Linked DNA regions of Sus scrofa: region 2 is linked to region 1. A link is a contact called in public promoter capture Hi-C data. All regions are on one chromosome and are shown on one strand. The core of a region is the stretch at or near the end of the contact, and the rest is flanking DNA. Distances in the headings are between cores, read along the strand shown. Region 1 holds the start of FXR1 (fragile X mental retardation syndrome-related protein 1). Region 2 holds the start of DNAJC19 (DnaJ heat shock protein family (Hsp40) member C19).

Region 1 (6,759 bases), core at 614-3,113:
CATCCAATCCACTGTGCTTGGATAGGCATCCAACATGGGTCCCAGCGCTCCCAAGACAGAGCAGGAACTCCCATTTATCAGATTAATTAATGCTAACTGCTATTCTAAACAACCTAAAATCTTTGTGGCAAAACATTAATAAAAATTTTTCTCTCCCATACAGAGTCCAAACTAGAAAATGACAGACTTCTTTTGGATTTCAAATGGGCAATCCATATTCAGAGCCCATGCTCTTAACTCTTATTATTAATTATTCTTCAAGTGGGGATGTAATTTAGTCCTTTGTGCTTCAACTTTACATTAGGTAATGGCCTAGGGTGGAATGAGGCTCTCTGTGATTTGCAGAGTAATACCAGTATAGTTTCCTTCTTCGGTCATCCTGGGTTGCCTATATCTTAAGAAATAAATTAAGGTACACTACAATATAAGATAACTGAACTCAACAGTTTGGTTTAATGCAGTTTTCTTTTATATTAATTCTTATACTCAATGTCTGATAATGTATTGTGATAAATCAAAGATCCTATGGAACAAAAGCTGAAATATTTTATGACTCCTGAGTCTTTCATTAGCTATTTAAAATATGGCACAATCTGTTTTAAAAACTGTTGGTTGAAATATTAAATGTTATTTTAGACTTTCTAAATCTGTCTCGAGGAAGAAAAGCTATAGTTTCAATTTAGTCAAATTAAAATTATTTTCTTTTTTCTTGTCTTTTCAGGGTCACACCTGCGGCATATGGAGGTTCCCAGGCTAGGGGCTGAATTGGAGCTACAACTGCAGGCCTACACCACAGCCACAGCAATACAGGATCTGAGCTGGTCTGCAACCTACACCTGAGCTCACCACAATGCCTGGATCCTTAACCCACTGAGGCCAAGGATCAAACCCCAGTCCTTATGTACTAGTTGTATTCGTTTCCGCTGCGCCAGGAGGGAAAATTCCTAAAATTATTTAAAATGATTATAGCATACTTCCATATCAGATTTTATTAAGACAACTCCAACTAAATTTGGTGTCACAAAATTGATCAAAATCTTAGGTTCTTAGTGTTCCAGTAGCTTTCCCCAGAAAAGGCTAGGACTAGGCAAGTGGGCATTTCCTTTAAAGCAAAGCATTCTTTTCTAGAGTTTTTCTGTCAAAATGGTAATACAGTACATGGAAAAGAATAATTCTGGTATTATTTCCAAAGGCCTTGCTTTGGGAAAACGTTTCAGGATTAATAAGATAGGTACTCAAAGTATCTCCATAATATCACTTACTGTGTTGGTGTAGGTTCTGACAAAACAGTTAATTCGGGTTTGATCCTGTTTGTGGAAGTTCGCACGCGTTGCAGTAGGGGAAAATGTGGTGTCCGGCTTTGTCGAATTTTTTTGATTACTTCTAATAATGAGCATTACCTCCTAAACTCTGCTGCGGATTGTGAGCCCATCTAAGCTGAACTTTACTTAGTTTGACTTTTTAAACAACTAAAGTGCTAACAGGTGGGGAGAGGGCTGGCTCGAACAATGAATGTAAGGAGGTGTGGAACTGTGGAATTTGAGTCAGGAGACCACCGATTTCTTTTTTTTTTAAGAGCGAGACGAATTTAGACGACATAGTATGTACATTTTTAGGCTCCCTCGTCCTCTTAAAGTTTGTGGTAGTGGGCGTCTGGAAGCCCCTAGAGTTGCTCTCCAGGGCTACTAGCACTCAAGGAAGTTGCAGGGCAGGGTGTCCGAAGCCAACGGAATGCAAAAGCGTGGGGCTGGCGGCGCTCCAGAAGTTCACTTCTTGCGGCTGGAAGTACCGACGTCTGGGGCGGGCAAACTGCGGACACGGGGCGGGGACGTAGGGGCGGGTCAGCAAAGGCCAAGCGATTGTGTCGGGAGAAGGACGGGGCTTGGCGGCGGGCGGGCGGAGCCCCGGGCAAGTGATGTAAGAAACTGAGGGATCCCACTGGGAGAGTCTGGGCGGCGCGGTGAGACCCCAGGGGTGTGGGGCGGGGGATCCCAGTCCCCGCCCTGTTTTCCCCGCCCCTCCCCCTGCCTCCTTCACGCCCCGCCCTCCTCCTCCCCTCTGGTTGGAAAGTTTCTAGAATCTCTTCCCAGCGGCCTTTGCGGTTCCAACATGGCGGAGCTGACGGTGGAGGTTCGCGGCTCCAACGGGGCTTTCTACAAGGTACCAACCCTTCTGCCGCTTTGTCTGGTCTTCTGCGGCCTAGGGCAGGTTTGGGAGTGGGTTGGTGGTTCGGGAGAGTGAGGTGTGGGGTCGAAAAGTGCGGCTAGGCCAAAGCCCGAGGCCTCTGGGTTCGTCGCTTCTCCCCCCTCCACCCGCGGTTTAACGGTCTCGGGGGCCCGGGCTCCGTTATGTTTTGAAACAACACTTCGGACATCTCTTGCGTATTCCCACTTCTGAACCTTCTTCTTGGATGATAGTGCGGCCGTTGGCTGGCCGGTGAGGAGGAGCCGAGTGGCTGCAGGGCGGCAGGGAGTTCCCTGGGAGCAGGCCCGAGCGCCGGGAGGTGGGGGGGTCGTGAAAAGAGGTGGTGGGATTGTGTGGTCACAGCGGCTCCCCCGCCCCTCGGACTGGGCCGAGCGGAAGCGCCTCTGCCCGCTGCTCCGACCCTTCCCCACCCCCATGGGGGGCGCCTCGCGGAATCTCAGGAATTCACCTTTGTACTAGGGTTTTGGGCTAATAAACTTGAGTGTCTGAAGGGGGAGCGGGTACCGGGTTGAGAGTTAGGATCGAAGATAAAGCTAGAAAACCTTGAAATGTGGCGGGTAGGAATATTTTCTGCGGCCTGGGAAATTGGGCGGCGCCTTAGCTCCTTATAACGAAAGAAAAGGAGAGGGTTCTAGGCTTTAAGGTTTAAAACGTGAACTGTATCAAGGAGACAGGTGGGGAGGTGACTATCAGTTACTCAGTATATTTAGGAGGAGATACTGATTTTTGCGCCCCCCGCCCCACGAGGTTTTTGTTTGTTTTCATTGGAAGGAAGGCGATGCATTACTATGGGATCCGAGCTGGAAAACGGAAAAGAATTCGAGAGTAGAGGAATTTAGTAGGGGCTTATAGTGTAGGGGTCACATAACTGAAAATGAAATCTTTGCAGATTAGTTTTGCTGTTATAACGGTCCTTTCTCCCTATTCTCCCTTTCTTCTGAAGTGTGTTAGGGTGTTACAAGATCAATACAAAATCTCCCCAGCTGTTGTCTGTCAGTCAACCTCACTAAGCCAGCATCTCAAATGTTTGAGAGTCCTGGCTATTTTTATGAAGGGCCTTCTCCTAATACAGGAGTATTGTGAGTACGCAGAATGAATTCGTTTTAGCGTACCTTTGATCTCCCGCGGAGTTTGATTTTATTAGGTGGTCGTAATTTGCTATTTTCAGCCTTGTTTTTACTCTCCTAGTTTACTGATTAGCTGTGTGGAATTGGTTTAGCTGTCACGTGGTAACAGCATAGTGGGGAGTCAGAGTTGACGTCTAAAAGGATCTCCCTAGGCTTTTTACGAGTTTAAATCTCCTTACGTGGTTAACATAAAGTAAAAACGGTGACTGCTTGGTGGGGAAGAGTACTTTAATGCGTGACTAGTTATACCTTATCAGTATCTGTTTAAAACTTAGTATCAGACAAAAGGCCTACCTAAAAATTGGACACTTTAACTGCTGTTTTTAAACCTAATGGTTGCCTTCTCTGAGCAAGGCAGACACAGTTGTGTTGTGACACAGTGCACATAGAATGGGATTACCATACTTTTTTTGTCAGGTAGATAAGGTTCATTAGTTTTGCATCATTGTCTATTCAGTTTTTGTGTACAGTTCTTGTATAATGGAGGTATGAATTTTTTCCTGGCATATTGAAACAGAAAAGGGTTATTTGCCGTAACAAATTATGTTCAGCATGTGTAGATAGATGCAACACCATTTCTTTATAGCAAAGATGGTTATATTTATGTTGATCACTTGTTATGCATATGCTTTTTTTTATTTTAAAAGCTTCAATAAGATCATCAGTTTGAAAGTTTTAGTGAAGATTACCATCTTACTTTGGTTTCTCATAGGTTTTTTTTTTTTTTTTCTATTTTTTCTGTTTTTGTCAGTTCACAAATCAAATATCCCCATTTTGGAACTCTAAAGTATTTGTTGTTGATACCTGTCCATACTGTGCAATTCTGTTTGATTCTTAGGTTTTGATTCCATTACCCGTTTTTGCCTAACAAAGTAAGATGTTTCGTTGGCAGAGGTTAGGAAAGACCACAGTTGTGTCTATTGAGAGAGCACTTGGATGTTTGGAATTTTGTTTTGCCATAATCCATCTATACATGCACTATGTGAAAACTGTGGTCTTCAGAGCTCTGGGAGAGTGAAGATGGTGAAGTGGAAGGAGCTGTGCATTTAAATTTAAACAAATAGGAATTCTAGGTTTCTACTTCAGTTTAATCTTATTTAGCAATGTACTGCTGAACAGTCTCCTCGGGCCTATTTTCTTTTTGTGAAATGAGGGGTTTGAAGTAATTCAGTAGTCTGCAATATTTTTTATCCCTTGAAACTGTCCACTTGGAAAAAAATTGGCCCATTGCAAAAGCACTTTATTTTTAGCTACATGAATTATTGAGATTAATTGGCATATAGTAAAATAAGTTATTTAATATGCAATTATATAAGCTTTTGATACATGCTAACAGTTTTGTAACACCAGTACTAAGTAAGAGGAAGAGGCATTCCACCCAAATTTCTCTCATACTCCTTTGTAGTCAGCCTCTGTCCTCACTCCCAGAACCTTTGGTGGTTTCTGTCCTCATAGTTTTGCCTTTTCCATAATGTCCTAAACATAGCATTATACAGAATACTGTGTAGAGTTTTGAATTTGGCTTTTTTCAGTTAGCATAGAAGTGATTTTAAGTAATTTTTTCTAATTTAAAAAATAATACATGGTCAGTGAGGGAATTCTGGAAACTAACGGAAAAAAACAAGTTGCCTTAAGGTAACAGCTGTTAACATTTTGGTGTACTTTTAGTGGTGGTTTTCAGTGTACAGGTGATTCTGATTTTCCTCATTTTTCTCTCCTTTGCCTCCCCTCTAACCTACCCCCACAGACTTGGCTATGAATGTGAATGGCCATTGAAGAATTTCAAAGTCATGAGTTTAGCAGCCATTATCTGCTTGAAGCAGTGCTCTGTAGACATTGATTAAAGATTTTTAGTGGAACTAAACCTTCATTTCACAAAATAATTGGAACCAGTGAAAAACACCCAAAATTAAGATAGTCTTTTCCCCCTCCAAATATTTACACAAATGATACACTAAATACTTTGTTCCGCATCCTGCTCTTTTTACCTAACAACAGTGGATCTGTGGTTGTTAGGTAAATAAAAACATGACATACTCCTGCTTAAAGCCCTGTAATTCAATGGGGATTGGGAAAAATGGGAAATGTTTATTAAGCACTTGATGGGGATGTAATTTTATATAAAATTTTGCTTATACAGCCTTATTTATCTGGAGCAGAGCATCAGTGGGTTTATACTACTTAGTCATTTAAGGTACCTTTTTTTTTTTCTTTTTTAAAAAGTTTTCAAATAGAATTTACATTCTGTGATAGTGTATTTATAGAATGTGTAACTATTACTACAGTCTTATTTTAGAACTTTTTTGTTACCCCCAAAGAAGCCTTGTGCCTATTTGGAGTCATTAAAATGCCTTTTAACTGATGTATATAATATTAAGCTTTGTAATAGCATTGCAGCTTGCATTGCTGTAGGCAGAATATAATTTTAAATAAAAGTTTAAAGTAAGTTACTCAATTTCTGGCTCTTGTAAAGTTTCCTTGGTGTTCCAGGGAACTGTGTGATCTCTAAGATGACTGAATTTTCAAGGGTTGCATAGTAGAAGGTACTTTTAGAGCTCTGCAACTTCTGTTTTTGACTATGTAATTTATCAACTACAAAACATATTTTAGAGTACTGTATTTCCAAAATTTCCTTTTTGCTTTAGCTTAATTTGATGTTACAAGGGAACGTGGAGGTAATTATGCAATAGGTTTATTATTGATAATGATGATGACCTATAGAGTTATAGTAAAGGAGTTGTGATTTGAGAATGTATTGATTTTTCAAAGTTAGTGTAGACGGTTGTTGATTTCTTTATAGAGGTTTTTAACTGTGTAAAAGATGGTGGCTGTCTTAATTATATTAGGGACACTCTATTAGTTAAAAACATATAGTTCCATATATTTTGAAGCTATTTTTAGTTGTACATGTTTTAAAATGCAGTTTTTATAAATACGTAAAAAAAAAAACCCTAAGGTTTGATTGCGTGAAAAGGCCACTTAATTTTAAAAAGCTGAATTTAAATACTGTTGCTGTAAAGTTTTGTTTTTGTATTATAAGAGCAATGTGTAATTAATGAAAAATTTGAAAACACAAAAGCAAAAAAAGAAAAACATAATGTTAGCTGCCTAGAGAAAATATTGTCAGGACCTTATCTTAGAGAAAACATACTTCTTTCCATATTTTTATTTTTATGAACCTTTATATTTTTTATATCATCAGGTATTTGTGTGCCTTCTATAAGATAATAGTTTACTATGAATATTATTAACTATATATTCTTTGAGGCTTATACCTGTATTTCCTCATTTTGTTAGGACTACATGAGGTGTATGTGTTTATCCTTATTTTACATATTAGGAATCTGACAATAATGATAAAGTAACTTGTCCCAGTTATACTGTAGCTGAAATAAAATTTAATTCTAGGGTTTCTCACTTCAATTAC
Region 2 (7,039 bases), core at 3,460-5,959, 74 kb after region 1:
TGGAAAGACCCCAGTTTGCTTTAGATCCTTTTTCTGTTCTTCAAAGTTTCTCTCTTTTCCTGCTATTAATGGTCCGTTCACAATGTCACCTACAACTACTTTTTACTAAACTCCTGGAGCAGTGATTCTCAAAAAAGTGTAGCCCCCAGACCAGCAAGTATCAGCAATCAGTAAGAAGATAGCTTACTAGAGATGCAAATTTATGGGTTTCATTCTAGACCTGAATCAGAAGCTCTCCAGTTAACACAAGCTAAATTTTGTAAAAGGGGTTACTGTAGTCAGATACCAAGCAATTAAAACCCTGTTTGAACTCAAAATTCTTAATGACAGGCCTACTCCTATGAAAGTAAAAGTAGTTGAACACTGGAACATGGATACTGTGGTCTATATTTTGGTATTCCATTTGGTCTTTGAACACAGCCAAGGCTGCTTAGTTTATTAGAAACAAGTATTTCCTTTAAGTTTCCAAATAGGTTAGCCTCTGGTTAAGGTCTCAAAGGAGAGAAAAAAACTTAAACTCTGAGTTAGAGCAACTGAAATTCAACATTTTCTTTACGAATATAGGCCGCCCACCCCTCAGGAGTATTAGTAGTATTTAAGACTTGCTATTGGAAGTCACATCACAACTGCATATCTCAAAACATGGTTTATGCTTATCACTGTTTCCAAATTAAAGGAGTTATTAAATCTGCTCATTAGTCTATAAATTTTTCACTCAAAATTAATTCTTTTGAGATAACAAAACAAATGGATACAGCTTGGGAGACAGTGCTCACAAAGAGATGTAGGCATTTCTTTTATAATAATCGAGAATTGGCTATAAAATTATCCCACCAATAACAATTAGTCACTCCCATCGGCACTATTAGCAATAGTTTAATGACTACTTACCCTTGTCTGGGTGATTTAAAAGCATAATTCGTCGATGAGCATCTCTTATTTTTCCTTTATTGGCAGTAGGGCTAATTTAAAAAAGAAAAAGTATTGCTTACTTCAGACTAATTCTGGGTCACATTATAAAATGGTACTTTAAAAGGTCAACTGAAGATACTGTGAAACGAGTAAATGAACATAACAGTATGAAAAGCCATTTAGAGAGTTCCCATCATGGCTCAGTGGAAATGAATGACTAGTGTCCATGAGGACTCAGGTTCAATCCCTGGCCTAGCTCAGTGGGTTAAGGATCCGGTATTGCTGTGACTGCTGTAGGTTGCAGATGCAGCTTGGATCTGGCCTTGCTGGGGCTGTGGTGTAGGCTGGGGGCTACAGCTCCAATTGGACCCCTAACCTGGGAACTTTCATATGCTGTGGGTGTGGCCCTGAAAAAAAAACTATTTAGGAAACTCTTTTCTAACATAAGGAAGATGAACATTCTGAATCACAGAACTAAAGAGAGCTCCTTAGAAAAATAAATAGGGAAATCTCAAATACTCAGTTGAACCTGAAACTATTCACTACCATAATCCTTTTATTGAAAAGGAAAGCATGTTTAAGTATTTGGAAATGAAGGCAGAATTTCACCACAAAAAATGTGTTACTCAGAGAATAATACTGAACACTGTGACTATCTGTTGAAAAATCTACCTTCAGTGAGTTAAAATACTATGTGTCAATGTACCTTCTTGTTGGACATTGTAGGAAATGTTCAGATTTTCTTTTCTTTCTTTTTTTTTTTTTTGTCTCTTGTCCTTTTTTTTGGGCCACACCTGAGGCATATGGAGGTTCCCAGGCTAGGGGTCAAATCGGAGCTGTAGCCACTGGACCAGCCAGAGCCACAGCAACACCAGATTCGAGCCAAGTTTTCGAGCTACACCACAGGTCACAGAGACACCGGATCCTTAACCCACTAAGCAAGGCCAGGGATCAAACCTGCAACCTCATGGTTCCTAGTCGGATTCTTTCTACTGCGCCAGGACAGGAACTCCGGAAACGTTCAGATCTTAAAAATGTACATGATACAATAACTCCTTCCTAATAAAAAGGTTTTTCTTACATTTGCTTATAGCTCTAAAGTTGAAGGAAAATATTAAAAATATAAGAAATTATTTTACCTTACACCTAGTATCAATGCTGCTTCCCGTTTTGTCATTTGGGTTCAAACCCACCTCTGTAATAGCCACCACTGAAGGCCTGAAAGAGTAAATGCATTTTAAGATTATTAAAATAAGATGAAAATTATTTTTAAAGTGTAAATATTTATAGAACCAGCAGAAAACTGAAGACATTTCAGAGAACTTTAAGTGCAATTACCATGGTATTTTAGCTTTATTAGTAGAAACAAATATTTTAATGATCATTATAGATCCACCTCCCACCTCCCTGCGAAAACCTAAGCTGTCTTAAAGATACAAAACAACAGTGCCTCAAAGCCAGTTCTTCTGGGAGTGAAGGGAGGGTTATTTCTTTTCTTTTCTTTTTTTTTTTTTTTTTTTGCCATTTCTTGGGCTGCTCCTGCGGCATATGGAGGTTCCCAGGCTAGGGGTCGAATCAGAGCTGTAGCCGCTGGCCTACACCACAGACACAGCAATGCGGGATCTGAGACGCCTCTGCGACCTACACCACAGCTCATGGCAACGACGGATCCTTAACCCACTGAGCAAGGCCAGGGATCAAACCTGCAACCTCATGGTTCCTAGTCAGATTCATTAACCACTGCGCCACGACGGGAACTCCGGGAAGATTATTTCAAGTTAGCCACATTATAGATAAAAATTTGATCTCAGAATATGACTTTTTTGTTGGCTGCACCTGCAGCATGTTAAAGTTCCCGGGCCAGGGATCAAACCCAAGTCACAGCAGCCACCTGAGCTGCTGTGGTGACAGCCAGATCCTTAACCTGCTGAGTCAGAATATGACTGTTTTAGAACAAGTTCTTTAAGAAGAGAATTTAGATATCTTTTGAGACAAGTAAGTCTAGGATATTTTGAGGTTCAAGGCAACTACTCAAATAAGATTTTAAGATATGTATTGAGAAAATCAGGCTATTACGTTCACTGACCTTAGTATGTCAAAACTCGTATTAGTAAAGCCTACCATCTGTGTCACATTCAAATTCATTCTGAATTTTGACCACAGAAGGTATCATCATTACATCCAGTCATACTTTAGAGCCTAGGTAACTGCAGTGTTACTCAAGTATCACGTCAGGGAGTGCCAGACCACACAGTAAAGATGGATCACTTCAGGTTCTTTGATCCCTGTGTTTGTGATGTAGAGCAGTTTAAGGATGGCAAAAATGTGGACAAATGATAAAGATAACCATATGTAAACAATAAAGTGATATTAACTTTCATGATGCTAAAACCTCTTCCCCAAATCCATTACACATAACATTTAATTTTTTTAGGGCAGCACCACTACAAAGCTCAGAACTTGTAAACCTTCCTTGTGGAAGGCAAGAAAAGGGGTCCAAAGCTATCACTCAGAACTTCATGGATGTCTGGAGATTTCACCCTCTTCAAGTGTGGTTCTAGGCCTCATACACAGATAGCAAAGAATTAACAAAAATGTTTAGTCTTACAGATTTTGGTAGACTTTGAAAAACTTGTTTTACTTGAGGTTCCATATGCTTCATGGCTTGTAAAGCGTAACGGCCTAAAAACAAAAGCAATAAAATAATTAAGAAATCTCCAACCTCCCCTACTTCACTTCCACACCCAAACCATTAACGAACCTGCAAATCCTGCAGCAGCAATGGTCAGTCCAACTGCTACCACTGTACTAGCCTGGTAAGGGGAAACAGAGTAAGCATTTATTTCTCTGATTCTCACCCTTCCCTATCACACCCATTTCTCCATTCCAACTCATTACAAGTTTTATTTCAATGGGAGAAACAACTTTTAGGGTGAAAAATATTCTGCCCAATGATCCTGAAAATTTTATATCCAATGCACTGTGAAGGAATGGGATTTTAACTACGGAAGAAAAAGGAAAATAGATTTGCTTATTTACTTTTACAAGAGTGAAACGGATTATTTCCCTCCCCTTGAAAAAACCTCTCTTTCACCTTTTGGGTAAGTGAAGTCACATTAAAATTCAATCAAGAGCAATGGAAATAAAGTTTCTACTAGAAAAGGAAGAAATGTTTACAGAGGATTCCTAAAAAATTCTGATAACGCATTTTCAAAGTTAAACATGGGCTTAACTAGGCTGGCTTTTCATAGATAGCCCTTTCGGGACCAACCTGCCTCACGATTACAGAACAAAAAAGAACGCCAAACATGTCCTGGAATGGAGAAGAGGTGTATCAGCAAGAGAGCCAAGGGGAAAGACAGAGCAAACTACACAAAGGACTGTGAGGATGTTTTAGGGAAATGGCAGGCATAATCCACTGCGTTTCTACCAATCTCCGAACCCCAAGTACGGCGGGCACAAAGGCCCGAAAACAAGGGTGAGCCAACAGCTCTGTGTTCTAGAGAGGGTGACTCCCCAGGGAGCTACACCCCTAGCCCAAAGTCGCATTAGGGTGACAACTGAAGTTCCTCTCCGAGACCGTGAGCTGAGGTCGAGGCCTGGGCGGGAGATTGCTTAGGAGGCCAAATGGCCGCACTCACCATGGCTCCTGTTCAGCTCCCCTACCTCCACCGGGATCGCGGTTCATCACAGCCCAAGTCCCTAGCACAAAGTGGCGAGCCACCACCAGCAAGTACAAAACGCTCAGACACGGGCGTCCCAGGAAATACGGCAGTGGCGGCCGTAAACTAGGCCGGAAAACTGTCGTAAAAGGGGACGGCTGACAGAAGGAAAAGGTCGCTCAAGAAGTGGGCAGGTGGAGAACGCGACTTCGGATTGGTTGATGGGTGGGCGGCTCGCCTCCTTACTGGGTTAAAAGGTGGGGCTCCTGTGTGTTTTGTCCTTTACTCCTGGCCTTAGGGTATTTGGAAATTCCTGCGGGGGAAGAATACTGCTGTAGGAGGGCAGGAGCAATCACTGTGTAACTTCTTCACTCAGAACATTTTTCTTTATTTACCGTTTAGCACTTCCATTTGTCATTTGTTTTGTTTTGTTTTGTTTTTAAACTGTTAGGTGTAATGAATATACATAAATATGCCATAACAAGTCCACGTAAATACGTATCAACCCAGTATAGCAAGGAGAAAACCAAATGAGCAAACCACAGTGTGTTCGAGGTGTTGTTTGGTATCTTTATTTTTTGCATTGTTTAAAAAAGTTTTATTTAAATACGTGACTTGACAGGAACTTATGTGAATGTTTGGGGGTCGATTTTGTGGAAAAGAATTACTACTTCAAAGACAATTAACATTCTGATCATGAGATCTCAAAATCACCATAACTGAAAAATACCTTTTAAAATTTCTCCCCCTCTCCTTAAAATAAAAAGTAAGATTTGGTTTTGCCCTTACAGGGCATCAGTTTCATATATCCCTACATACATGCTTGAGAAGGGAAAAATAATGGAGACAATAGTGGAAATTTTCCAACATGATGTTTGATCAAAATAAATTTGGAATTACTTCCCACTTAGAATTTACAAAGTATTTGGGAAATCTATTCACATTGCAATGAAATTCTGCTTTGAAGAGCTTGTTGATTAGACAAATATGTGAATTTGTTGGCTTTGCTTTTCTCATCTATAAAAATATTCTGTGTTTGGAGCTCCAAGAGCTTTAATAGCCCTAAGATTTTCATACTGTAATTTATTGTCCACAAATGATCCAGCACTAAGACCCTAGTGTTGACGTCTACATCTTTCTCTTTTGCTTCTCTTTTATCTAGCTTTTACCCAACAACTACAAAAGAAGTAACTTTTCTTATGTCAACTGGGACATAAGACCTTGGGAGCAAACTGACAGCAAAAAGCTAGACTGCTCCCTCCAAAACTTTCTGTTATGTGTAGTTTTGTCATGTACAAACTATGACATGCAGCTTGCTCATGGTATACGAGGCCAGTCTTAGGAAACTAGGGGTGGACAACACAAGCAAACACTTGAAGTTAAAAATAGCTCTGTTTTTGGAGGCAAATCAAGCTAGATGTATAGCCTGTCTCTGTGACTTGTTAATTGTTTGACTTTGGACAAGTTATTTCTGACTCTTGAGTTTTCTCATTTGTAAAAACAAGGGTAATGATGGTTACCTTGCCAAATTTTTGTAAGCAGGTAAATCACTTCTTAGGGAGGAATAAATGAGAGGTGAGAAGGAACAGCTAGAAGTATTCTTACTTTGTAGCTTTCAAACTTTTTTTTTTTTTTAACCATGATTCCTAGTAAGAAATGTATTTTACCTTGTGACCTTAGGAAATACATACTTGAACACACACAAATTCACATTGAATTTAATGTGAACTTAAATTGAATTTAATGGAAATTAATGTTTTTGAGACAGTGCTTGTACTTGCTTCAAGAGATGCATGCTGGTCTTTCTATTTCTTGAAAAAATAAACAAAAACAAAGCAAAACCCCAAAACCCATTAAGTTCACAGCTCACTAACTAGTCATGATCTGGGGTTTAGAAAGCATCACTCCAGGAAAATCCACCCTTGGAAATAAGATGCCAGGCAAATAAAAGGTTTTTTCCCCTAAAAACTGTATGTCAGACATTGTGCTAAATGCTTTATGTTGATGATTTCACGTCACTTCATGACAGTAATACTTATTTCTGTTTTGCAGATGATGATATTTTGCCAAATATATTTATTTTCCCCCTCCAGATCCCTTCTCTACTCTTTTACATTCTGTTCTGTGTCCCAGAGGAACACAGGAGGCTAGGAGGCTGACCTTAATGGACTGAATCAATGGGCTTCCTTGTCTTCCAGCTTGGGGTTCAGTTACATCTGTGATCAAAAAAGATCAGAAGACAGGAGGAGAGTGAGTTCATGGTCTTCATTTTTCCATTTTCATTTCTGGTGGTTGCTGAAGGCTAGCTGAGTTTTTCCAGTGAAGAATACAGTTCCTGTTGTGTGTGTGTTCAGGTAATTACTCTCACTCCTTGTTATTTCATGTCTAAGGGTGGTAAGGCGTTCATTGACCCTTGAAGCTGTGCTAGACACTGAATACTTGACTGTCATTTGCTAATTTTCCTC

The links. Promoter capture Hi-C pulls out the DNA fragments that hold promoters and counts their contacts.
Region 2: a contact with region 1 is called in a promoter capture Hi-C map of fetal liver, with 2.7 times the contacts expected there. The contact joins the promoter of DNAJC19 here to the promoter of FXR1 in region 1. A contact is called at or near these places in 2 of 5 promoter capture datasets (fetal liver and fetal skeletal muscle), 3 of 47 Hi-C or Micro-C datasets (heart right ventricle, liver and skeletal muscle) and 2 of 2 datasets of contacts at active chromatin or transcription factors (alveolar macrophages and skeletal muscle).

The regions. Positions count from the first base shown.
Region 1 is chr13:118,837,451-118,844,209 of Sscrofa11.1, forward strand. FXR1 (fragile X mental retardation syndrome-related protein 1) reads left to right here and starts at 1,864. Exons shown (of 18, transcript XM_021071238.1): 1 at 1,864-1,917; 2 at 2,071-2,160. The coding sequence starts at 2,110.
Region 2 is chr13:118,908,561-118,915,599 of Sscrofa11.1, forward strand. It overlaps DNAJC19 (DnaJ heat shock protein family (Hsp40) member C19), which reads right to left and starts at 4,710. Exons shown (of 7, transcript NM_001190204.1): 1 at 4,554-4,710; 2 at 3,674-3,725; 3 at 3,521-3,594; 4 at 2,092-2,130; 5 at 2,052-2,089; 6 at 892-962. The coding sequence starts at 4,556.